Regions from separate parts of the Mus musculus genome. Here region 1 is linked to region 2. Evidence: chromatin contacts called from public HiCAR-type data. All regions are on one chromosome and are shown on one strand. The core of a region is the stretch at or near the end of the contact, and the rest is flanking DNA. Distances in the headings are between cores, read along the strand shown. Region 1 holds the start of Usp31 (ubiquitin specific peptidase 31). Region 2 holds the start of Gde1 (glycerophosphodiester phosphodiesterase 1).

The links. HiCAR-type assays count read pairs that join an accessible place to other places.
Region 1: a contact with region 2 is called in a HiCAR-type map of astrocytes, with 2.4 times the contacts expected there. The contact joins the promoter of Usp31 here to the promoter of Gde1 in region 2. A contact is called at or near these places in 1 of 39 promoter capture datasets (pre-B cells) and 1 of 115 datasets of contacts at active chromatin or transcription factors (astrocytes).

What each region holds. Positions count from the first base shown.
Region 1 is chr7:121,706,153-121,708,852 of GRCm38.p6, reverse strand. It overlaps Usp31 (ubiquitin specific peptidase 31), which reads left to right and starts at 1,411. Exons shown (of 16, transcript NM_001033173.2): 1 at 1,411-2,217. The coding sequence starts at 1,600.
Region 2 is chr7:118,704,353-118,707,052 of GRCm38.p6, reverse strand. It overlaps Gde1 (glycerophosphodiester phosphodiesterase 1), which reads left to right and starts at 1,315. Exons shown (of 6, transcript NM_019580.4): 1 at 1,315-1,663. The coding sequence starts at 1,403.

The DNA of each region.
Region 1 (2,700 bases), core at 162-2,661, 3.0 Mb before region 2:
ACCAAGAGCATCATTACAGGATACCATATTTAGTATTGAGTAGAAATCTAGAGGCCAAAACTATTTGCTTTGAGATGGGTGTAGGGTGGCCTTTCTATCTTTAAAATGTTATGGGCTTTCTTTCCCATTATCTGTTTTTTGCAGTAACCAGGGCTCAGGCTCATCTCTTAGCAAAGAGAACATACAAAGAGAAGGTCAGAAACCAGTGGATTTTGAGTAGTAGGCAGCCTTAATGCACGCTGTTCTCCCATGCAGTTTTTTTTCCTTTAAAAAAAATTGAACCAACATTTAAAAATAGAATTTCCACCTTTTCTCTAAAAATCAGCTGATCTGGCAACACTAAGCCCTCATTCTCACATGGGAACAACTGACTGGAGGTGAGCGAAAGCCATCTCTTTAGAAGAATGTTAATTAGCAGGTTGCCGCTGTCCACAACATTTCTTGTATTCCCAAGATATGTGAAGTATGACCTGATCAGCAGATGACCGACCCCTCACCAGGATTCTTTGTTCATTGCTATGACCTATCTAGCCTCTGCGATAGTAGTGCATCTGTGACCCTTGGTTTAAAGGTTAAGTCTTTGAGCCAAACTTGGGTTTAAATGAGATGTCAAAGGCACTGAACTGAAAACCAAGGAAGGTATTCCATGATTGGCATAGTGTGTGGAATACAGAGGTAATCATGAATGAATACCTACTGAGAGTGTACACTATAGGAAGGCAAGCAGAAACTCAGTTAGTTTCAGTCTTGTCGTATCCTTAGAGTTTAGTACAGTATTTGGCAAACAGCAAGTGTTCAGTTGCTATATTTACTGAATGAATGGATGGATGAATGAATGATTGAATGAATGAATGAGCAAATGCTCAGTTTATTGAGTGATTAAAGGGAGAGCTCAGAGGATTTAAAGGCTGTATTTTACAAAACTTTTCAGCAAGGCAATTCTAATAATATTACTTTGCTGAGACCTCAAGGTACATCCTGAAAGAAAAGCCCACCAGAATGTGCCAGCTCCGTGACCACGTTCGGGTGGGTACGCGGCAGTCCCTCGGGAGCCAGGCTGAGTTAACCCGCCTGGGACAAGACAAAGCTGTATCTATCAGCTCCTCTGCCACCTGGTACGTGGCAGCTTGATTTCAGTACTTTCTCTAGATCTTTTCTATTTGACAAGCAAAGACAGAGACCCACCCCTAAAATCCACCATCCAGCGCCTGCCCTAACGTTTAGGACCGTGCCCATACTAAACATGGCCAGTCTTGAGCTTCAACACGCAGAACCACGCCCTAAGCCGAGGGAGTCCTTGAATCAGGGTTCAGGGAGAGAGCTGTTCCCACAGTCAATATGGCGGCCTCGCAGCTTCAGTGCGGGGCGGGGCTGCGATGCCAGCGAGTCACGTGAGCTGCCCACTTGGGCGGCCGCGCGACGCACGCGCGCCCCTCGGTCGCCGCTCTCTTGCTCGCTCTCTCCGCGGCGCTCTGAGGTGGTGTAGGGCGTGAAGCCCCCCGGGCCGGGTGAGGCGCAGGCGGCGGGATGCGGCGGCGGCCGTGGCGGAGTCGCGGTCCGGGCGGACTGGCGCGGTGATGAGCGTCGGCAACCGCCGCCATGTCCAAGGTAACGGCGCCCGGGCCCGGGCCGCCGGTGGCGGCGGGCGGGAAGGAGAAGCGCTCGTTCAGCAAGCGGCTGTTCCGGAGTGGCCGCGCGGGGGGCGGCGGCGGCGCTGGCGGCCCCGGGCCGGCCGCGCCCTCGTCGCCGTCGTCGGCGCGCTCGGTGGGCAGTTTCATGAGCCGCGTCCTCAAGACGCTGTCCACGCTCTCGCACCTCAGCTCCGAGGGCGCCGCCCCGGACCGCGGCGGCCTCCGCAGCTGCTTCCCGCCCGGGCCGGCCTCCGCGCCCACGCCGCCGCCGTGCCCGCCGCCGCCCGCCTCGCCCGCGCCTCCCGCCTGCGCCTCGGAGCCGGTGCCCGGCGTGGCGGGGCTCCGCAACCACGGCAACACGTGCTTCATGAACGCCACGCTGCAGTGCCTCAGTAACACCGAGCTCTTCGCCGAGTACCTGGCTCTGGGCCAGTACCGGGCGGGCCGACCGGAGCCAGAGCCGGAGTCGGAGCAGCCGGCGGGCCGCGGGCCGCACGGCCAGGGCGAGGTCACCGAGCAGCTGGCGCATCTGGTGCGGGCGCTCTGGACGCTGGAGTACACCCCGCAACACAGCCGCGACTTCAAGGTGAGCCCGGGGCGGGGGGCCTTGGAGCTCGGGCGCTTCTTGGGCTCCTCCTCTTCGGGCCGGGAGGATTTCTGCGCTGGATGCTCAGAGAGTTCTGGAAGATAACCCAGATGACAAAGGAACGCATTCCTCCCACCATTCATCCAGCCAGCTTGGCTTCCGAGCGCCAGAACATGGGCGCCAGGTCCTGTGATCCGCCTTGGGGATGGATGTTGCCAGGACCAAGACCCTGCCTTCATGGAACTTCAATCTTTGGAGCGGGTATTGGTGGGAGAGTATCTATCCATCTGGGTTCGAATCCGGCTTCTGCTTCTTAAGTAGTAAACCACTGAGCCTCTTTATGCTCCCGTTTACCTGGTACTTACGTTTAGCAAGTTGACAGGTTACGTTGGACAGCGAGATTACCCAGTTTGGGCACTTCTAGCGGGTTCAGTGTGATACATAAAGTGCTTTAGCTATGTTAGTACCGTTCATGCTTAGTGC
Region 2 (2,700 bases), core at 66-2,565:
GAATTAAATGAGTTACCATATGTAGGCTGGGGATTGAACTCAGTTCCTCTGGAAGAGCAGCCAGTACTCCCAATCATTGAGTCAGCTCTCCAGCCCAATAAATGAGATTTAAGGTGGCTTTCTGGGCACACTGAGAAGAGCCACAATCCTTAAGATAAAACCATGATTCACAAAGGTCCCACAAGGAGGTGAACGCATCTTTACTGTCAACGAGATTCCTAGCAAATTGCAGGCTTGCAGATGGAAAAGGAGAAAAGCCATATATTAGACCTTTAGATTTGTTGCTATTTGAACATTCTAACTTGAAGCATCTCCATATAAAAGGAATGTGGGCTACCCATGCAGGAATTCTTGATGCTTAAAGTCAAGAGGCTTTAACCACACTTCTAGTAAGAGCTCTTTTTCCTTCCCACGGTCCCTTAATTTTCCTTGTCTTGTTATCGTGCTCAATACTACTTCCCGCAAGGGGAAGGTACTTTCACTAAATGCAGACATGTGTCCTGGTGGAAACAGCCCTTGCAAGAATGAAGATATTCCAAAGAGACATTTGTAAGTCACCCTTCTTGATATTATTTTGAGGCATGGACCGCAGGAAATTGGAATTTCCTTAGGAGTCTGATTTTGAGAGAAGGAAAGGGCTTAGAGCCTGTGTCCAGCCTGGAAAAAAATGTATCTTTTCTGTAAGTTCAAAGGGTTCTGAAGGTCCCGGACCTTTCTGAACAGACTGGAACTAAGTGGTCAATGATGGGCGGGGCTTCTTAGCCAAGCATGCCTCTTGCCCTCTATTTAAACCTAAACCTCCCGTCAGAACCCTGAAAACGGACTTGTGGGTGTGCTTTACTAGATTTCTTCCCGGTGTGTCCATTTCTCTGCTTTTTACTTTTTTTTTTGTTTGGTTCATGGAGCGTAACTTATTACAGCTCCAGGGTAAGCCTGGCTCATTACAGGCCCTGTCTCTGACCCAGAAGAACTCTGGAAACACTACTGGCACATTTTGAATAAGCAGGTTAAACATCCTGTTCCTTTTAAAGTCAAAGCCTTTAGTTTCCTCGAGGTCAGATACAAGGTCACTAAGAAACTTTGACCGTGTCACCCTCCTTCCACTAAGTCTGAAGGACAGGGTCTAAGTCTTGTCCTCACTTTACATAACCCGAAGCGCCCTTGGAACCCAGGCCTGGGGCAAGGGCCTGCTCCTGTTGCCATGACAGCGGTTCCGGCCCCCCAACGCCGAAGCTCCGGGACTCTGATTGGCTGGAGGGCGGGCTCTTTCTCGAGATGGGTCCGTCGGCGCCATTGTGCAGCGCTGCTCCCAGCGGAGGGTTCCGGCTGTGGCCAGTACCTCGGCGTCTACGCGTCGCCCGGCAGGTCCGGGGCTCCGGTCCGTGCCGGTGCAGGCGCCGGCATGTGGCTGTGGGAGGACCAGGGCGGCCTCCTGGGCCCCTTCTCCTTCGTGCTGGTGCTGCTGCTGGTGGTGACACGCAGCCCCTTCAACGCCTGCGTGCTCACCGGCAGCCTCTACATCCTGCTGCGGTTCTTCAGCTTCGAGCCGGTGCCGTCCCGCCGGGCCCTGCAGGTGCTCAAGCCCCGTGACCGCGTGTCCGCCATCGCCCATCGCGGCGGCAGCCACGACGCGCCCGAGAACACGCTGGCGGCCATCCGGCAGGTGAGCCCCGCGCACGCCTCGGGCCTGCTCCGCCGCTGACATCTCTTCTTCTCCTCCCGGCTCCGCATCCCTCCCCACTTCAGCTATTTCTAGAATTCCGCGGGTAATTGTAAGACTTGGTATGTGCCAGACGCTGGGATGGCAGCCAGGCACGACTCCTTTGACAGGGCTTTCATCTGGGTTGGGAGAGATAACATATGAGGCTACTTTAGGGTGGGGCAGTGCATTATGTAGCAGTAGTTTTCTATGAACTAGATATTTGTGAACTGTGAACTAGAATTACAAGGTTGGAATCAGTGGGAAGTGTTCCAGGATGCCGATGGCAAGTGCAAAGGGCCTGAGGTGAGGTTTATGTTGGAGTGGTAAGGTAGCAACACAACACAACAGGCTTATATGTGGTGCTGGCTTCGAGGAGCAGAACAAACTCTAGTGTATGGATGAATTAAGATATGAACTAGGTCAAATGGGTTCTTGTTAGTAAATGGGATTTCTCTCTTTTTTTCGAGACAGGGTTTCTCTGTAGTCCACTCCTTGAACTTATCAGACTGGCCTCAACTCAGATCCACCTGCCTGGTGGGGTTAAAGTGCTGGGACTAAAGACACCCACCACCACCAACTAGCAAGATATTCTTAATCACCCTTATCACAGGGTGTATTTCTGTCCTCTGTATTACTTGGATATTATCTTTATGGCCTCTTTCCAAATACACCTTCATCATAGTCGTCAACCCTGGCAGCCAGACTCCTCTGTCAATATTTGCTTCCCCTTTCCATAAGGCACCCAGGAGAATTTTAATAGCCCTTTGCCCTTGGAAGCCTTCTGTTTTCAGATTAATGTCAGCTTGTATGGCAAGAGCATTTCAGTGGATTATGGACTTCAGTGCACTACAGTCAGCCTTCATACGTGTTGGCCTTGCATCTGTGGGTTTAATTGTAGATCAAAAAAATAGCATGAAAGAAGTATGTGGAGTGACGTCACACCTTAACTGCTTACATAGCTAGATTGTTTTAGATGGAAGAATGCCAAGAGTTGACTT